Linked DNA regions of Mus musculus: all the other regions are linked to region 5. A link is a contact called in public promoter capture Hi-C data. All regions are on one chromosome and are shown on one strand. Each heading gives the region's core, a stretch centred on a gene start, on an enhancer-like site or on the middle of the called end of the contact. The rest is flanking DNA. Distances are from core to core; before and after follow the strand shown.

Region 1 (2,700 bases), core at 19-2,518, 2.2 Mb before region 5:
GGTATTTTTAGTCCAGGATGGCCTGGAACTTGTGGCAATCCTTGTCTCTGCTTCCACAGTGCTGGAATTACAGGCGTGAACCACCGCTTCAGTAAGTACGGAATACTTTTCTTAAGTACAATTATGACGATGTCACCTTCCACTCAGAATCATCAAAACAGCTTGCCCAGATAGGACTATAACTCAGTGGCAAAACACACGGTGGAAGCTGTGGGGGTCAGTCTCCAGCGTTTGGACAAAACAATTCCTGTCCGTTCACAGACTAAGATGCAAACCTCTGGGCGTGTGACCTCAGGCCTTGATCCCAACCTTTTGATTTCACACTCATTTTGAGGCCCTTTTTCTGCATGGCTCAGCAGCAAGCTGATATTGAGTATAAGATGTTGAAAATCCATAAGGAAGCAGACTAGGCGTGGCCATTGCAAGTGAAGCAATCCCCATGGAGGATTATTTATTTCTAACTCATCAATGTCAATTTGCCCTTACACACCTCAGGTGCACCTTGCACTCCAAGTGAGGCAAGCCACTATGTCTCCTTTTTCCCTCGAGTGAGGGTTTCCCTTAACTAGCTGAGATTGACCACTTTTTCTTTTTTCTTTCTTTCCTTTTTTTTTTTTTTGAGATGGGGGTTTCACAATGTAGCCCTGGCTGACCTGGAATTTGCTTTGTAGATGGGACTTGATCCAAACTCGATCCTTGCGCCTCTACCTCACTAGTGTTGGAATTAAACACACTCACCTATGCTTGAAGCAAAACCAGAGATTTTAAACAAAAGTCCTATCTACGATAGGCCAAAGAGATAAAATATGGCTGGAGGGGAGAAGAAAATGCTTAAAGTATGGAAGCAAGGGAGATGATGATGCGTGAAAACTCGAGCTTTCCCTTCTTGTCCTTGTCAATTCTTTAAATTGGATGAGAAAAATGTGCTAGAATGCACAGGGCCGGTTGATCTTCAACGAGGAAGGCCTGCCGTAGCAAGAACCCATCAAGCCTGTCGCTCTGTCCCCCACAGGCCAGCCCGCGGTCGCCCCGCACGGGCTTCTGGCTAACTCCCCTCCCGCAGTCTAGGCCGACCTCGCCTCCAGCCGCTCCAGGGGCCGTTCTCCGTCGCAGTCGCAGTTCCCGCCTCGCCACAGGGCCGCCCGCTGTGCCGACGGAGGAGGGGCGTCTGTCGCGCTGGTTCCAGCCTTTTCTGGCGCCGAACTCCGGGATCCGCCCCCCCCCCCCCCCGCGCCAGTTGCCAGGGAGCGGTTGCCATAGAGCTGAGCAGTTGTCCGCGTGCGCAGGCGGAAGTCCCGGATTGAGGCGCCGCCATTTTTCCTGCTCGGACGCGGAGCGAGAAGCTGAGAGAGTCGGAGACGCTATCCGCTTCCATCCGTCGCGCAGACCCTGCCGGAGCCGCTGCCGCAATGGATGATCGGGAGGATCTGGTGTACCAGGCGAAGCTGGCAGAGCAGGCCGAGCGATACGACGGTGAGTCGGGGGGGTGTCGGGGGGCTGGAAGTCTCGGACCCTCCGCCGCCGCCCACAGAGGCCGGGAACCGGAGACAAAATGGCGGAGCCGTCTCGGAGCCCGGCTTGGGACGTGGGTCGGGAAGCAGGCCGAGGCCTGCGGGCTCCCGGCGCGGTGGGAGTCCCCGGGCCTAGGGATTTGACCCCTCCGGTGTCCTTAGCTTGCAGGCGCTCGCCCGCCAGCAGGCCGGGGCGGAGGGTGGAGGAGTTGGTTGTAAAATGGCGGCTGGAGGGGGAGGGCGAGTCCCCGGGCGGGGGAGGGGGGAGGAGATGGCGGGTGCCGGCTCCCGGCGTGCGATCCCCACGGGAGCCCTCGGGAACCGCGGCGGGGTGTGGAGGAGGACACTTGGGTGGGGCGATGTGAGGAACGGTACCGGTCGCTCGGGAGAGGGCGGCATCGAGGAGCTGTAGCGCTAGGCGCCTTTCGGGGAAATATGGCGGGTGGGGGCGGTGGCTTTTCCCCTGAGGCCCAGTGTGGGGCGGCGGCCGTGGAGCCTCACAAAGGAGAAGCCTCTGGAACGGACGGCTTCTCGGGGCCGGCGGTGGAGAGGAGTCTTCTGGTGAGGGTGGAGTGTTTGGAAATCACTGCAGAGCCTCCCTCCTTGGGTGGAGGCGAGCTGAGATGCTGCGATTGGATTTCTTCCTTTGGGCCGACACACCTTGGAGTTGAGAGTTTGGGGGGCTTTTTAGCCTCGCCTTCTTCCGGGGAGGTGCAGAACCTCACTCCTACCCCGTTTGTTCTTACCCAGGATATCCTAAAGTTGCTGCGGGTTTTTTTTTTCCCCCTTCTGTCCCCATCCTTCATAGGCACGGAGTTCTGATGGCTAGAATACAGGAGACCAGGCTTGCCAGGATTCCTTAGTACGAATTTCCCTTTGCAGAGTCAGTGCCTCAGTTTACCCGTTTGTAAAATTGACGACTGTACTATTCACACTCGTCATTATGAAGTATGGAAAGACCTGCTGAGAAATGGTTAATTCAAATAATGTTTAGTAGCACTTTGGGTTGACAACCCAAGTTCGGGTGGAATGCATGCTCTTCCTTGGCTTGGGGAGCTTTACCTATTTTGAGCACTCAGTTGAGGCTTGGGGAGTTTGAATTAGGAATGTAGAAGATTGTAGTTTTTCTGTTTTATGATTTCATTGTTACATGATTGGGGCTCAAACCCAGGATTGCATGCAAGCAAGA
Region 2 (2,700 bases), core at 74-2,573, 2.3 Mb before region 5:
TGTCCTGAAAAGGGAGAGAGGATAGTCATTTGCCCCAAAGGGCCAGAATTTACACTGGATGGCTTCTGCTGCTAGTTCCTGGTGACTAAGCTAGATCAAGATGAGTCACTGGTAACAAGGAAGGGGCCCTTTTCCCTGCTGTCTCTCCCAGGGCTGGCCCAGACTATGGGTGGGAGCTCTGGAAGGCCGGAGCTATTGACTAGGCTAAGGATAACTTTGGTTTTGTAGTGAGACCGGGTCTCACTATATACAAAACACAGTAGTAACAGCTATGCAATGGTGGCACACACCTTTAATCCCAGCACTGGGAGGCAGAGGCAGGTGGATCTTTGGGTTCGAGGTCAGCCTGGTCTATAAAGTGAATTCCAGGATAGCAAGAGCTATACAGAGAAACCCTTCCCTCCCCCATTTTTTTATTAATTTTTTGAGATAGATGAAGATGATCATGAAGGAAGTAAAAGTAGGAGATACACCTGGCTACAACTGAGAGTTTAAAAAAAAATCTGGCTGGTGGATATGGGAGCCCCAATAGAGAGAACTCCATTTTTTTTTTTTTTTTTTTTTGGCCTGGCTGGGCATTTTGTTTTCTTTGCCTTGAGTACCCTTCCCCACTTCATTTAACATCCTACCATTCACCCTAGGTCATCTTATCTGTGGACCCCTTCCTCTTATTTGTTTTGGTTTTATAATACAGGGCCTCAGACTCACAGGGATCCTCCTGTCTCAACTCCTGAGAGGTTGGGATAACTGTCATGAGTCACTTTACCCAGCCCTTGGGTCTCTCCAGGACTACTTAGTTGATTTCCTTGTGTTTCTGCCCCCCCCCCGCCCCCATAGCAGATGTTGTTTCCTGGTCCCTCCCATAGGTGTGTGAATTCAGTGACTTAAAGCCAGTCTGGGTCAGCACTGCACCTGCGCGGCAAATGCGGTATCTGTGGCTGCTCATAGATAACAAGAACTTCAGCTGACCTCGGGGGAAACCGAAGGAAACACGGGGAAAAGACCAGCAAGTCAGGGAGCTTTGAGGGCGACTATCATCCTCGGACCACATCATCTTTTTTAACTTCAGTCCTTTTCTTGGTGTTGCTACTTGTAGGTTCTGGGAGAAAAGACCGGCCGCTACCAATCTGTCAAACACGGATCAGTCAATTTGTAGGTTGAGGCTCCGCCCCTTAGACCTAGACTCCGCCTCCCCATCCTCCGCGGTTGGGGTCTGGGCCTGGCGGCGACGCCCAGGACGCCGCATGCGCACTGAGGGCCCCAAGGACTCCGTTTCCCTTCTCCCAATGGCGGGCGTCGGTCCCCTTCCCGGCAGCCTCCCTCGGGTAGAGGGCGCGTCATTTCCGGTGGGGAAGGCCCGCGGCCGCCGCCGCCATTTCGGGCGCTGCTGGGAGGCTGACACCGGAGCCGGTCCGCTGGGCGGCGGGCGCCAGGGCTGGAGGGGCGCGCGTGCCGGCGGCGGCCCAGCGTGAAAGCGCGGAGGCGGCCATGGCGGGCAACTTCGACTCGGAGGAGCGGAGTAGCTGGTACTGGGGCCGCCTGAGCCGGCAGGAGGCGGTGGCGCTATTGCAGGGCCAGCGGCACGGGGTGTTCCTGGTGCGGGACTCGAGCACCAGCCCCGGGGACTATGTGCTTAGCGTCTCCGAAAACTCGCGCGTCTCCCACTACATCATCAACAGCAGCGGCCCGCGCCCTCCAGTGCCTCCGTCGCCCGCTCAGCCTCCGCCGGGTGAGGGACAGGCGGGTGGGAGGCCCGGGCGGGGGTGAGGGCCGTAGAACCCTGGTCTGCTGCAGGAGGGACGTGGGCAGAGAGGGCTAGAGTGAACCTGGCGGGGGAGCTGTCTTCTGAGCAAGCTGGTTCCCACCGATGAGCGGGATTGTGGGGGAGGAGGAGCTGCTCACCGAGGCCTCTGGGTGTGCCTTGGGAGCCGGGGAAGGGGAACTGCTGCGGCCCCGGGGTGGGGCTGGGCGCCAGGGTCAGGCCCAAGGGCAGGGCAGGGCTAGGCAACTTGGGGACAATGAGTTAATGGGGATGTTACGGGGACATCATTTGGCAGTGGTACTCAGAATGGCTCTGCTAATCCTACAAGTGGCTTTTAGGCTTGAAACGTTTCCTGCAGTGTTAGAGCCGGGTTTGGCCATACTCCCCTGGTGGCCTTCGGTAGGAAGTCACCACGTACTGACTGGCTGGCTGGGAGGGATGGAGACACCCTCAGGAAGCCGGTCAGCTTTTTCCTTTCTTGGGCATTTTTCCAAAATATCTTTACCGTGCTCTTCCCTTGTGGAAGGTGGTGAACTAAGTGACTTGGTGATAGAAAAAAAATCCTTCTGTGACCAGCCCCGCGTAATTGAAGCCTAGCAGGCAAATTGTGTCCAAGAGGTTTTAAGTGTCCAAAAAAACTGCCCGCTGCAACTAGAGTTTCTAGTTTCAAAGTGATTAGTGGAGGAAGATTTTTTTCCTTTAGAAAACAAACAAACAAACAAACAAACAGGCATAAGCCAGTGAGAACAACCTTGGAAGTGAATGGCACTTCATTCTCCCTGGATTTACTTAAAAAGTGTCAGACACGTACTTCTGGGTCTTTTCTTGCTCTCTAAGTTGGTGTTGTGGTCAAAATCTTCCAGGATATGAGAACAGACCTGGCTAGCAGATAAACACCAAGAATAATTATCCCACTGTTTCCTCGTCAAGGACCATTG
Region 3 (2,700 bases), core at 16-2,515, 2.5 Mb before region 5:
TGAACGTTGAACTCAGGATTTGAAGCAAGCCCAGCAGTCACCTTAGTGGAGCCCATACTTAATTTAACACAGAAGCGGCTATCTCAGGCTTCCCTCTCATTTCTTTGTCTCAGATGCTCTCACTTAGAAAGCTTAGATGCTCTTAGAAATGACTCAAAAGTCAAGAACCCCAGGCCACAAGTTTCTCTTTGGGGGTGGGGAGGGAGTGAAGAGGTGGTCCCAGTCTTGTCCCTTTAAATAAGCAATTCAGCAGCTTTTGCCAAGTCATTGGGTTCATTTCGGTTTTTGCCCATCCCCCGCCTTTCAGACTCTGATTGGCCCCTAGGGAAGGAGCCGCCTCTTCATTGGTCTCCACCTTTGAAATCACTTCCCTAAGTAGGCCTGAGTCAGAGAAGCGTTTCGGAGGGCGGGACTGAATGGGTGTTAATCTTAGAACCGGGTTTCTGGTTGATACTACTTTGGTAAAGATCTTCCCCTAATTTTTAAAAAGACGCTTCCTCTCTAAAAGTGAGGGCGAATCCTTTGTTAAGAACGTGCCCCTTGAGAAGCCGTGGGCTCTTCAGCGACTAAGACGAGACATTCACTAGAAAAGATTTCACTAAACCCACGAGGGATAGACTAGACCTCCAGTGAAGATTGGGCCTGTGCGGGTGACATTTGTCCCTATACCCCGAAGACCTCGAGCTAGCTCTCCAGTGAAGACTGGGGCCGTGCGAGTGACAGTGGTCCCTATACCCCGAAAAAAAAAAAGTCCTATTTGTGGAAAAAAAAAAAGACTTCGGGTGTTCTGCTGCATCGGTGGCTGGCTTCCATCTTTAGTTCTACTCACTCCTGTTGCTTCGCGTGCTCCACCTTCGCTTAGCTCAGGCCTCCTGTGAATCAGTTTTGAGGCTAAAAGAAGTTCCAAGAAGGAGGGGCTGTAGCCCTTTAAGGACTTCCCCGCGACCGAGTCAGAGATCAGTTTAAAAATGCCAACTCACAGAGCGCGCTGCATTCTGGGAAGCTGAGTGTCACCGTAAGAACTTCATTGACCGGAATGCACTGCAAAAATACACGCCTATACTTCCTTCTGCTCTTTAAACTGTAGTTTGACGTAAAGCTGGTCTAAGCAAGTCGCCTAGGCCGAGGGTTAGCCACACCTTTTCAGCCATTGGCCAGTTGGTTAGTTGGTAGGCGTGGCTTAGAGAAGCTCCTCCAGGCAAGGGGGTGGCCTCCTTGCCAATCAGAGCCCAGACGCCTGAATGGGCGGGAGTAAGCAGAGGTGCTGGCGCCCCCGAGTGGGTGTGGTCACGTTGCCCAGCAATGGGCGGTGATTGGCCCTGGGTGGTTCATTCGCAGCTCGTGCGTCACGACGCCGCCAGCTGATCGGAGACTGGAGCCGGTGTGTGCTGGGCGCTGGGAAGAGACAGAGCGGTCGGCCGTGCGGACAGGTCGCAGTGATTTTGCTCCTCTGTCCACAGCAACCCCCGCACCCAGCATCAGGTGGGTGTGATCTGGGGACCCGGTCATCCCGGGGGGAACCGCGGTAACCGGGTGATGGGGAAAGTAGGGTCCTGACGGCCACACCCTGCCCTTCTGGGGGAGGGGAGAGGGGGCGGCGGGGACAGGGGCGCTCTTGGGAGAGGAGCCTGGACTCTCCCGAGTAGTGTGTCTGGACGTTTAAAGAGAGAGTCCCGGACAGGAGTCGTGGCAGAAGGTTTGGAGAAGTAACTGGGGAGGAATATGAGAGGCCAGAGGGCCGGGGGCGTCTAACCCCGACGCCCTTTGGTTTGAGGATGCCCGAGCTGACCATTTAGCCTAGGGAGGATCTGGACGAGCGAGGGGTGCGGAGGTGCATTGCCTCTACCGGCGCTGACTGGGTCAGGGCCAGTTCAAGTCCCTGGCAGGGAAGGGGTCGCTGGGCGGTCCGGCCCCTCCTCTCGTTCCCTCCCGGGGATGTTATGTAAGGGGGGAGGGGAAAGGAGTAGGGGGCGGCGGTGCGGAGGCCTTATGCAACCCAAAGGTTAGGGTTTCACCGCGGGTTGGGCGGAGGTTGGGGGGGCGGACAGGAGGAGTGCCTGGAAACTCTACCCGCACCCCCCCTCCCAGCCTAACTGGCTGTCTTGGACAGAGAGAAGGTCACCTTTGCACCTCCCCCCTAGTATGTCCGGTAGAGAGGCCCCTAGCCCGGGCTTGGCCTGACTGCCTGGGAAGCCGGCTGGCTGGGTGGGGCGCCTGGGTTAGTCATCGCTGGGCTCCCTCTCTCCCCACCTCCTGGCCAACTCTTGGCCCCTCCCCACGGCCTCCGGTTAGGCTAACGTTCCCACCTCCCTCTGGCCCTAGTTTCAGTCTCCAACTCATTTGGCCTGTCACCCTGGCTGTTAGAGTAGGCTAGAAGCTGTCATGGTGCCAGAGAGTTGATGGAGCAGCTGGTCAGAGGGTCAGTGCCCTGGGCCCACCCCGCCCCGCAGCCAAGGGCACCTGCTTGGCACAAACTCTCAGCAGCCAGTGAACCCTGTGGCCTGAACAGAGCTATCCTGGGCAGAGAGAAGTGGACAGAGACTGATCACCTAGGAGAAGGAAGATCCGACAAAGTTTATACTTCCCAAGAGGCTTTTGGAATTTGAAAGTTGCCCACCCTAGTGTAATCTTTCCACTCTCTGAAAATAGAAATCCCAAGGCAAAGTCTCCTTGGCCCTTCTATCTGGCAGTGGCCATGTC
Region 4 (2,700 bases), core at 15-2,514, 2.4 Mb before region 5:
TGGTCATGGTCTTTATCACAGCAACAGAAAACCACACTAGGACAAGTCCCTGAATGCAGCCTGTTCCTGACTCCGGCCCTTACGTGTGTCCTTTCTGCTGTGCATGGTCTTCCCCAGCATCTTGTGGATCTCTGGGATGCCGTCCCTCAAGGGACTCCTCACATACACCAGGTGCTGTCCAGTGTGATCCCATCAAACACAACTTCCACCTCCCACCCGTACCCCAAAGCCTGCTGCCAAGCTACCGTTTTCTTCTCTTTCTGGGATTCTGGGATTGAACCTAGGGCCTCCTGCATACGAGGCAAGTGCTCTGACGAGCCACATCCCAACCCTCTCTTCAGCTTTTATGAGACAGCAACTTACTAAGTTTTTCAGGCAGGCTTTGAACGTTCCATCCTTCTGCCTCAGCTCCCAGACAGCTAGGAATTCCCAGACAGCTAGCCTGTACCACTAGCTCTGGCAGCCCCTTTCCTTCCAAGTGCCTGCTACCCCAGCCATCACCTGCCTCCCCTCCATTTGATTACCAGCTCCCTAGGGGCAAGATAGTGCCAGCCTTCTTCTCTCTATTCAGGATATCACAGGCTCTGGTACACAGCAGCCCCACAGCCAATGGTTAGTGGGTGGATGAGAAGACACTAAGATTTTATGTTAGAATCTCAGCTCTACCCAGCACTCAGGAGCCAGAGGCAGGTGGATCTTTGTGAGTTCGAGGCCAACCTGGTCTACAGCGCAAGTTCCAGGACAGCCAGAGCTATATAGTGAGTTCCTGTCTGAAAAAAAGAAAAAAAAAAAATCAAATCTCAGCTACATCATGAAAACACTGTGATGAGCAAATCTAACTTATGCAGCCTTCTTGCCTGTAAACGAGGGCAGTAACAGTATCTTTCTGGTGGAGATGTGGAGTCACGTATTTAGAGGAAGTATATACACACTTGTTTGGTTTTGGTTTCTTGGTGAATCCAAATTAGGCAAGTGCTTCGTGGTTGAACTAAATCTCAAACTCCCTCATTTTATTTTTGACATGCTTGGCTCTCAGTACACCCACCAGCGAAGTCCAAGCATATAGGCACAGTAGCTCCTGATGCAGAAGAGTATTCATACCAAACATGTCTCTTTACCTCTTGACTACCAAACCAGACCTGGGCCCAGATGCTGACACGGACCCGGAGCCACGGCCCATTTAAGGGTGGAGGGGTGGACCCGGGAAGGCCCCGCCCCGCGTGAGGTCAACGCGCACTGCTGCGTCTGACGCTTTGGTTGCCGCAGAGACGCCCCGCCCCCGCGTGGCGCTGCGGAACCGGAGCTCCGGGCGGCGTCGGCAGAGGCGCGGGAGGTGGTGAGGCCAGGGCAGGGCGACAGGAGCCCGCGCGGCGACCGCAGCGAGAGCAGCGGGGACAGAGCAGACCACGACGAAGGCGCACAGGCAGCGGGGCCGGGCCGGGCCACCGGGAGAGCGGCCACCGGGTAGCGGGCGGGAGGCCGGGCTGGCAGCTGGCAGCCGCCGAGCCGCGAAGCGACATGGTGCTGCTCAAGGAGTAGTGAGTGTCGGGTCGGCTGTGCGGAAGCGAGGCGGAAGGGAGGGTCGGGATGACGGCGGCGAAGGCAGATCGCCTGCCGGGGGATGGAGAACACCGGATGGGGCTGTTGGGCCGCTTAGCAGGGGCGGAGAGGACAGCGGGGGCTGGACGGGGCCTGAGGTGGGGCCGGAGGGGCCCGAAGGGGCCAGAGGGTGACAGACAGCACCTGAGGTGGGATCGAATAGGTCGGAGAGGAGGCTGAGAACCGGTGCGGGCCGGTCAGGGCCTGAGGAGGGGTCAAGGGGATAGGGAGATCCAGAGGAGACATTAGGAGGGGCATGGGGAATGGAGAGCGCTGGATGTGGTGTGGCCCTATGGTGGACGCTGTGGGATGAAGGAGCAGGCAGAACTGCCTGAAGGACCGAGGAGTTGTGTAAGGGACCAAGGAGCAGTGGGACAAGGGCAGGCAGCGCCGGTGAGTTGACTGACGCTGGGGAGGGGTTTGAGGCTGAGCTGTACCAAGGGGCAGGGAAGATCAGATAAGGTAGCTCTTGGAATGGAGTTGAGGTGGTGGGGAGGGGTGTTGAGGCGGAACCTGGGGCATGGACAGTGGCTGCCTGAGGCAGCAGAGGAAAAGGGATTGTAATAATTGGTTGCAGAAAAAAGGACTTCAGTCAAAGCCACGCTTGGGTGATGGGATGGGCAAAAGAGTATAGGGGACTGGATGACAGGGTGGGGATGGCATGGTACCCAAGTAGGTGCAGAAGAGGAGGCTTTTGCAAGAAGTTCAGCATGCCTGCTTAGGACTTGGCAACACTTGAATGAAGAGTCTAGAAAATACTGGGCAGGTTCTAAAGTGATGTGAAGGAGTGTGGGTAAGAGAGAAGGGCATTAAGTTAGCAGGGCCCAGGACCGTCCAGGAAGATGATTAAGAATGAATGTGCCTGCTAATGGAAGTGGTGGGGACCAAGACAAGGCTATCCAAGCCTACAGGATGCTGGATGGTGCTGTTTGGAGGAATTGAGGTCCCATAAATGTTTTGGGGGGTGTGGAGCTGTTGATATGGGGGATGGGCAGGGCTTGCAAGGAGATAGATGTTTGTTTGCTCCTGGCTGTCGGGGTGGAGCGGAGGGTGTATTTTGATTGACAGTATGACCTACTCCTGAGGATCATGGTTCTGAGT
Region 5 (2,700 bases), core at 7-2,506:
GTTAATTAATGCCTAGTGGGGTTCATTCATTCGCAATTAGGCAGAGTATCTGTCCATATTGGAAAGTGATAACAAGGGCATAACAGCGCACACCCAAAGAGAGGTATGTCTCTCTGCTCAGAATGCGAGGTGAGGGGCTCAAACTACAAACCCCAGTGTGCAATACGGCAGCTCTCAAAAGTATCCTTTCCCGGCAGGCTTTTCTTCGTGTACATCCTATGGTCCAGTGCAGCGCCTGAAGGCTGAACTACAACTCCCACAATCCATCAGATCCATCGCGAGTCTAACTACCAGAGTGCAAAGCGGTCCCGTTCACCCTTTGAACTCTGCGCGTTGCAAGATGGGGATTGAAGTCAGCTGTAGGCAGGTAGCTGGGCGTTGTCAGGATTACGGACTGTTTGGGCTTTTGACTTCCTCTTTCGGAGTAGTTCACAGGGACAGTGGTTAAGAGAGGGTAAGAACAGCTTGAAATATCTTGGGTTCCATCGGGACCCAAGGCAGCAATGCTCGTGCTAAAATTAGGTGCTGAGAGTGGAAATGAAGTGGAAAGAGCAGTCATCCGATCTGCCACCAAAAGCGTCTTTTTTTTTTTTTTTTTTTGTCGCAATGCTTTTTTTTTCCCTCTTTACCAATATGGCGGCCTAGTCCAGACACACCTGACACTGGAGACAAACAGTCCACTACACCATCCATATGGGTACTGCTGCAGCCGAAAGCTACCAGCTCCATACAGCATCCCACGCTCCTCCTTGGTCGTGACTGAGGACTCCAAGGGCATGGTAGCCCCAAATCTCATTACCAAAATGGCGAAAGGAGAAGCTTTTTTTTTTTTTTTTTTTTTTTGTGCAGGCCTCCAGGTACAACGCGCCTGCGCGTGAGGCGGCTGTGTGAGGGGACGGGAGGGTGGCGACCCAACACGCCTGCGCGGGACCAGAGCCCGTGGTCCGCACACAAACACCAATGGGTGATGCGTCTTCCAGTTCCTGCGGCTGCGCCGTGACCCCTACGCGCTTTCCCAGGCGCCTAAGCGAGGCCTCAGGTTCCGCCCTCCAATCGCAGTACGCCGGCGCACGGCGGAGAGGCGGGGCTTCTGGGCTCCGGGCGAATGCCAGCGCGGCTGCGCGCCGGGGGGTACCCCATCACCGCGGCTGCGCGGGAGCCAGGCCGCCGGCTGTCACTGCGGTTGCGCGCGGCGAGCGGCGATCCCGGGGCGCCTGCGCGGGTGGCTTTGCGGGCGCTCGCGGTAAGTTTGCGCCAAGTGCGCGGCAGCCGGGACGCAGACGGCAGCGGCGGCGAGAGGCGGAGCCCGGGGACCACCCCCCATCATCCTCCCCAGAGTCACCTCACGAACCACAACCTCACCTAACCTCTCACCCCCCCCTCCGGTCCCCCAAGCCCGGGATGGCAGCGCCCGCTAGCCTTCCCGGCCGGACCAGCGGTCGCCAGCGCCAGCTTTAGCCTGTGGGCCTAGGCCCCCGCCGAGGCCTGACCCCCGGAGCCGGGATCCACTGTGCAGCCAGCCGCTGGGCCGGGGCTGAGGGGTTGCTCCCCTCTCGCGGCCCGTGGGGAGGACGCTGCCGTCCCAGGGACTGGGGGCCGGGGGGTGGGGGGGAGCCAGGGCGAGGAAGTCGGAACCTGTGTTGGGAAGAGAGAAGGGGACCGGGGGTCAGAGGTGCCCCCTTCCCCTCCTCCCCCCTCCCCCCGGGGCTGGGGGGGCCGGAGCAGAGAGCGCCCAGCCCGAGAGGTGGATGAATGTGGGAGAAAATGGAGACCAAGACGATCGTGTACGACTTGGACACGTCGGGGGGGCTGATGGAGGTAAGAGTGGCCCTCATCCTTTTCCCCCCAGTGCCAGGAGGGTACCTCCGCCCCACAAAGCCGGCCCTAAGCTCGAAGCGCCAGAGGGCCGGGAAAAGGGGGGGTTGTTCTTCCTCACCCAGTCTCTTCCTCCCCTCTTTGCAATTTGGGGGACTGAGCTTAGCTTCCGAGGACGTCTGCAGCAGTTTCACCTACCAGCCGCCCTCGATTCGCTCCCTGAGGCTTCAGCCCACTCCATTTCATTGCACCGGCAGGCCTCCCCACCCCCTTCTTGTCGGCCCCTTTGTGCTTCCCCCTGCACGTCCGGGTACCAAGCTTCGGGCCTCTCCCGAGCCGGGCTTTGGAGTCCCCCACTGTCCATACAAGGAAGTGGCAAGAAGAGAACCGCGCACCCTCTCCCCATCCCCCTACCCTGGTCCTCCCCATTTGGAAGGAGCTTTTCTTGTTGTGCTGCAGGAACGCAGTTAGGGTGGGCTCCCCTTGATTCCGGGGACCGAGAGGTTCTGGAAGCAGCCTGGATGGGAGGAAGAAGGACAAAAGGGGGAAGAGGGGTGGGTGACGGAGAAGCGGCGCCGGTGGGACTACGGGCTACCCGGGAGCTCCGAATGTGCACACATGCCGTCTGTATGTGTGTGCAGCAAATCCAAGCTCTGCTGGCTCCCCCCAAGACGGACGAGGCAGAAAAGCGGAGTCGGAAGCCCGAGAAGGAGTCCCGGAGAAGCGGCAGGGCCACCAACCACGACAGCTGCGATAGCTGCAAGGAAGGTGGGGATCTCTTGTGCTGCGATCACTGCCCTGCCGCCTTCCACCTCCAGTGCTGGTAAGGGCTGGGGACCCCTTTGGAGCCCCTTGGCAGACCCTACTCAGCACATTCCTTCACCA
Region 6 (2,700 bases), core at 75-2,574, 2.0 Mb after region 5:
TTTTGGCTGTAAGGACCGCAGCATACGACCTTGGTGTAGACTTAGGCACAGGGTTCCTCTGTATAGCCCTTGCTGTCCTGGAACTCACTTTGTAGACCAGGCTCGCATCAGAAATCTGCCTGCCTCTGCCTCCCAAGTGCTGGGATTAAAGGTGTGTGCCACCACCACCGAGCATAAAAACATTTTTAGAAAGTTAAAATATAAGCAATATAAGCTGGTTATTTTGTCTAACTTGAAATCCAAGTTATTCAGAGTAAGCCAATTTGTACCAACAGACTTAGGTCGGGTCTGTTTATCTTTTTTTTTTTTTTTTTTTTTTGGTTTTTCGAGACAGGGTTTCTCTGTGTAGCCCTGGCTGTCCTGGAACTCACTTTGTAGACCAGGCTGGCCTTGAACTCAGAAATCCGCCTGCCTCTGCCTCTGGAGTGCTGGGATTAAAGGCGTGCGCCACCGCCCAGTTTATCTATCTTTTTAAACAAGACACTCAAAACACAGCGTTCCTCACAAGCTTTTGGCAGTACAATAAATAAAACTTCAAGAAATGTCTTTACTTCGAATCACCTATTTGTCTCAGAGAAAATGAAGTATCTACTTTGCTCGCATCGTGTTGAGAAGCCACAACCCAATTCCACAGAATCCCAAAACCTCACATCACTTAACAAAACAAAACCAAGTCTCCTTAATTTCTGAGAAACGGCCGCCACAAAATAGGTCGCTCCCTTTCGTAGGCGAGCCCTTCACGTCCGACAACCCAGTGGCTGCGCTAGGGGATTTCGGCCATGGGTGGCTTGGGGCACGTGGCGGCCAGGGGATCCGATCTCCTCCTGCCTCAGTGGAGATGAGACTGAGCACACAGCACCCCCGGGGCAGGTCACTTCCTGAGACCACACAGTCTCGGGATCCGCGGTGGACCTCCGCTCCTTTCAAAGGCCCCTTCGCCTTCAGTTTCTCAGTCACCCGCCTCTCTCTCCAGGGGACCTCTGCCCCCCTGGGGGCGGCGACTGACGAAGCTCTCAAGGCGAGAAACGGCTCCCAAAGCCGCTCGCGAGTCCCCCTCTGCCCACAATGCACCGGGACGAGCAGGAAGGCCGCTCCGACCCCTCATTTTCCCGCGAATTCAGTTCAAAGAGGCGTCCGGGCCCGCGGTCGGCAGCGCGCACGGGCCAACCAAGCCGCGCCTCCGCGAGAAGCGCCTCCGCGTGACTGACGGGGGACTCTGCGGACCAACGGGCTGGGCGGCCCGGCGGCGCGCGCTCCCGCCGGCCAATCAGAGCGCCGGGCGGGGAAAGTGGGCGGAGCGAGGCCAGGGTAGGGTGAGCGGCCTCCGAAGCGGAGCGGGGCTCGGAGGAGACACTTTTTTTTTTTCCTCCCTCCTTCCCTCCTCTCCTCCTCCCTTCCCTTCCCCTCTCCTCCCCTCTCTCCTCCTTCCCCCCTCGGTCCGCTGGAGCCTGCTGGGGCGAGCGGTTGGTGTAGCAGGCGCGCTCACTCTCCGGGGCCGCCCGGCGGGTAGCTGGCGGGGGGAGGAGGCAGGAACCGCGATGGCGCCTCAGAAGCACGGCGGTGGGGGAGGGGGCGGCTCGGGGCCCAGCGCGGGGTCCGGGGGAGGCGGCTTCGGGGGTTCGGCGGCGGCGGTGGCGGCGGCGGCTTCGGGCGGCAAATCCGGCGGCGGGGGCTGTGGAGGCGGCGGCAGTTACTCGGCCTCCTCCTCCTCGGCGGCGGCCGCGGCGGCGGCGGCGGGGGCCGCGGTGTTGCCGGTGAAGAAGCCGAAAATGGAGCACGTCCAGGCTGACCACGAGCTTTTCCTCCAGGCCTTTGAGAGTGAGTGTGAGCGGCTTCGAGGGCAGGGGTGCCCCTCTCCGGCGTTCGGGGCACGGGGCACTCCGCCGGGTTCTCGGAGAGTCCACTTGCTTTGGGAGTGGAGGGAGGACTCGCTGGGGAACGCCGGGGTCCCGAGCAGGTCCCTGACTCCCGGAAGGGTCGCCCCGGGGCCCCCAGGTTCAGAGCAGCCTTGGAGGTGGGGACGTGACGGTTGAACTGAGCGCATATAGATCCCGAGACGAGTTGGTGTTTTCGTTTGTGTCTTCCTTACTCCACAAGTACAGGGATTATAGTTGTAGGTTTCGGGGGGACGAGACACAGCCTGTCCGGAGATGAGTGTTGTAAAGCCGAGGAAATTGTCATGGGTCTGAAATGCGTTCGTACCCACTCTGGCTGCGTGTGAGTGAACACGCAGCATTTGAAACCTTTTAAGCTTTTCAAACCTTTCCGCCCATTTTATGGGTGCGTAGACTGAGAGAGACAGAATGGGGCAAGCGTCCTCTCCGTGGACAACCTTGGAGTTGTTTCTTAATTCCAGAACATTTTTTTTTTAAATCCCGGTTTTTCGTTTTAAAAGATGCGTGGAGGGCGAAACTGACTTTTTTGGAAAGGGGATCACACAGTGCCTGGAAACAAACAATAGAATTTATAAACATTATGACTATAAATAAAATTGTTACTAAGTGGGCATTATATCCTGATGGTTTTGCACCTCTTTTGTGTAGATAGTGGAATTTAGCAATCTTCTAGCTGGGTATTTTACGGCAACTTGAATGAAGTCAGCTTTGCCGTTGAATCTCTTTATTTACACTATATCCGTGGCATATGTTATGGGCTTTGGTATCAGCTGTGCTTGGAAAGACGTTTTACATTGTTTTAATA
Region 7 (2,700 bases), core at 58-2,557, 2.3 Mb before region 5:
CTTTGGGTTCTTACTCCCCCTATCCTCCCTAGACCAAGTGTATACCCTCGGTATATGCTTCAGGTTCCTTACAAAGGGCGAGGAATAGATAAGGCACTTGAGAACCCTTTGCAAATGGTAGATATAGGGGCGGACGCTTTCTTCACTAGACAAGAAGATTGGACTCTCCCCCAAGTCCCTCAGTGCGTGTAGAATGAAAGAGGAAGAGGGTAGTAGTGGTGTTGATGGCTTGGTCAGTGCTTCATTTCAGGCAACCCAACAATTCTGGCAAGTATCAGCCAATCGGCCTCTTAAGGCACTTACTCATGATCATCATCCTGCTAGTAAGCAAAGGCCAGGCTGGTTTTGTTGTTGTTGTTTTGTTTTACCGTAGACATCCATATGCCACAAGAGGTGGCAACTGACCCAAAGTCCACTCCACTCCTCTCACACACTCTTCTCGGGCCTAAAAAGGGCTGATGTCGTCAGAGAACCAGCGAGGGTGCTGGACAGACAAGGAAGACAGCTGATGGCCTGTGTTCAGGGAAGAGCGGAGATCCAGAGGGAAGAGAAAGAAGGGAAGAGAGGAGAGGAGCCCATGGGGCAGGGCACTGAGTCCGGAGGATATTCAGGCTGGAACATAAGGTTATTGGCTGCACACGTAGGAAAGTCAGAAGGGTGCTGCCTACTCGGCAAACAGGCTTCTTTAGGGGTCATGCTGGGTCAAAAAGGGCACCCTGCTCTGACCCTAGGATTTGTTTCTTAGCTAGGGAAGAGATCTTTCAAGAGATGTTTCTCTTCTGGCTCTCTTGGCACAAGTTTGTAATCTTAGTACTCAGGAGGCTGAGGCAGGAGGCATCTTGAGTTCCAGGCCAGATTGGGCTCCGTAAAGAGACCCTGTCTCAAACAATTTCTTTTCTAAGGATTTAAAGAATGGAGCCAGTCCTTTGGGAGTGTGTATGGGGGTGGACAGTGTCCCGTACAGAGGCTCCGCCTGTCCCGGGGCGCCGGCCGTATTTGGACATTTCGTTCTATTTTTAACTTTCCCGGGACTCGAGGTTGGGGGTGGGGAGAGAAATCCTGCTTCCCCGGTGACCCACGGGCTTCAGCCCTCGTCTCGCGCGGGGTGTCCAGCCCCGTGCTGTAGACACGAGCCCGGAAGTGAGTTCCGGAGCTGTGTAGACGCGGCGGCCGCGCGGGTTCCGGGCCCCACCCTGGAACTAACGACGTTCCTCCTGGAAAACCTGACTCAGGCGGAGCCCGCGGCACGCAGGAGGCCCCGCCCCTCGCGCGCCCCCTCTTAGGTCCCGAACCCCCTCCCACCCAGCCCGGCCAGGCCGGCTGCAGTGGGTCCTAGGGTCGGGACTCCGAGCCCCCTGAGCCAAGGGGCCTGCAAGGGGCGGTGCAGGGGGCGGGCTGGCCCCTCCCTCGGTTACGCCGCGGCCGAGTACAGACCAAGAGGCGCGGGCAGCGGAGCGGGGCGCCGGGTCCGGCAGGATGCGCTACCGGGCATCGGTGAGCATGGGCGCGGGCAGGTTTGGGGTCCAGGGTATCTCTCGGTGGCCCGCGGCGCTCCAGGGCCGGCCTTGAAGCGGGCGCGGCCCAGGAATTTCGGTGGAAGATGTCCCTGAAAGTTGCTAGAACAGGAGGCCGAGGCGGAGAGGGCTGCAGAACGCTCGAACCCAGGACCATGTGGTCGCCCCTGGTGATGGCTAAGACCCCTCCCACTTGAGGACCAGGGGGCGTTGGCTGCGGTGGTGTTTGGCAGCAGCTTCGGGCTGGGTGGGTCAGGGGTGGGCAGGTCTGAGGGAGACAGGCCCTGGACTTGAGGGGTGACGGAGAAGCAGAGAACTGAGCAACTAGGGCTAGAAACCAGGGTCAGGGGAGACTTGGTGACCTCCCTGGAATTTACAGCGGCTCCCAGTACCTTCCTCTTCCTTGACACCCCCCTACCCCAGCATTTTCTAGATCTGCAGGCCCTCTTTGAAAGGAAAGCTCTGCTTAAGACGCGGCTTGAGGGTCTAGCTAAGCCTGTACCTGCCCCACCCTTGGGTGGCAGCTGGGTTTCCCCTGGGAGAACCCTCCACCTCCTGAGGCTTCTCAACGGTGGAGGAGCTGCGGGAGGAGGGGGGGCGGGGGGGGAAGCCTAGCAGCTGGAGAGGAGGGAGTGGCTCCAGTTGAGGGAGGGCAGGCCACCCGCTTCTGGGGTGGGCATCAAGTCCAGCTGAGGTGGTGGCCCATGGGGAAACCCTCTCCTAGGACGTGAGCTCTGGCTTGATCCCTAAACAACTTCTACTTCTGGGAATTTGGGGTGGATGGGAGTTGGAGAGATGGCCCCTCCCTGTCTGCAGAATTCCCTCTGAACCGTTTGTCCTCCAAAGCACCTGTAACACGTAGCTGGGATTTGAGGTCACCTGAACTAACCCACTCCTGTTCTCTGAAGAGGAAGCAGTCCTGAGAAAGGAGGAGGTTTGTCCAAGGTCAACACCAGCATTCTTTCTGCCGTTCCTAGGAGCTCCTTGTCATGTCCCACCTTCCTCAACTCAAAATGCCGCTGCCCTGGATTCCATGCAGTCGTTCAGTGTCTGCTGGGCCCTTTGTGCTCCTATGGGCTGTGTGCATGGTCCATATGTCCCATAGGGTCTCTTATCTGCATTCCAGCATCCTGCAACCCAGCCATATGTCCGGAACATGTTCTGTAGCCTGTGTCCAAAGTGTCCC

The links. Promoter capture Hi-C pulls out the DNA fragments that hold promoters and counts their contacts. Capture Hi-C pulls out chosen DNA fragments and counts their contacts.
Region 1: a contact with region 5 is called in a promoter capture Hi-C map of pre-B cells, with 7 times the contacts expected there. The contact joins the promoter of Ywhae here to the promoter of Phf12 in region 5. A contact is called at or near these places in 5 of 39 promoter capture datasets (the C10 cell line, hippocampal neurons, liver and 2 more).
Region 2: a promoter capture Hi-C map of pre-B cells shows a contact between it and region 5, with 4 times the contacts expected there. The contact joins the promoter of Crk here to the promoter of Phf12 in region 5. A contact is called at or near these places in 1 of 39 promoter capture datasets (pre-B cells) and 1 of 115 datasets of contacts at active chromatin or transcription factors (embryonic stem cells).
Region 3: a contact with region 5 is called in a promoter capture Hi-C map of liver, with 3 times the contacts expected there. The contact joins the promoter of Mir22hg here to the promoter of Phf12 in region 5. A contact is called at or near these places in 2 of 39 promoter capture datasets (liver and pre-B cells) and 1 of 484 Hi-C or Micro-C datasets (B cells).
Region 4: a contact with region 5 is called in a promoter capture Hi-C map of liver, with 2.2 times the contacts expected there. The contact joins the promoter of Pitpna here to the promoter of Phf12 in region 5.
Region 6: a promoter capture Hi-C map of pre-B cells shows a contact between it and region 5, with 4 times the contacts expected there. The contact joins the promoter of Suz12 here to the promoter of Phf12 in region 5.
Region 7: a promoter capture Hi-C map of liver shows a contact between it and region 5, with 3 times the contacts expected there. The contact joins the promoter of Myo1c here to the promoter of Phf12 in region 5. A contact is called at or near these places in 4 of 39 promoter capture datasets (embryonic stem cells, hippocampal neurons, liver and 1 more) and 1 of 9 other capture datasets (liver).

What each region holds. Positions count from the first base shown.
Region 1 is chr11:75,731,619-75,734,318 of GRCm38.p6, forward strand. It overlaps Ywhae (tyrosine 3-monooxygenase/tryptophan 5-monooxygenase activation protein, epsilon polypeptide), which reads left to right and starts at 1,269. Exons shown (of 6, transcript NM_009536.4): 1 at 1,269-1,473. The coding sequence starts at 1,410.
Region 2 is chr11:75,677,936-75,680,635 of GRCm38.p6, forward strand. It overlaps Crk (v-crk avian sarcoma virus CT10 oncogene homolog), which reads left to right and starts at 1,324. Exons shown (of 3, transcript NM_133656.5): 1 at 1,324-1,729. The coding sequence starts at 1,489.
Region 3 is chr11:75,460,274-75,462,973 of GRCm38.p6, forward strand. It overlaps Mir22hg (Mir22 host gene (non-protein coding)), which reads left to right and starts at 1,266. Exons shown (of 3, transcript NR_030711.1): 1 at 1,266-1,482.
Region 4 is chr11:75,586,815-75,589,514 of GRCm38.p6, forward strand. It overlaps Pitpna (phosphatidylinositol transfer protein, alpha), which reads left to right and starts at 1,265. Exons shown (of 12, transcript NM_008850.2): 1 at 1,265-1,538. The coding sequence starts at 1,519.
Region 5 is chr11:77,981,560-77,984,259 of GRCm38.p6, forward strand. It overlaps Phf12 (PHD finger protein 12), which reads left to right and starts at 1,257. Exons shown (of 15, transcript NM_174852.3): 1 at 1,257-1,818; 2 at 2,457-2,638. The coding sequence starts at 1,753.
Region 6 is chr11:79,991,782-79,994,481 of GRCm38.p6, forward strand. It overlaps Suz12 (SUZ12 polycomb repressive complex 2 subunit), which reads left to right and starts at 1,325. Exons shown (of 16, transcript NM_199196.2): 1 at 1,325-1,818. The coding sequence starts at 1,539.
Region 7 is chr11:75,654,708-75,657,407 of GRCm38.p6, forward strand. Myo1c (myosin IC) reads left to right here and starts at 1,308. Exons shown (of 32, transcript NM_001080775.1): 1 at 1,308-1,494. The coding sequence starts at 1,477.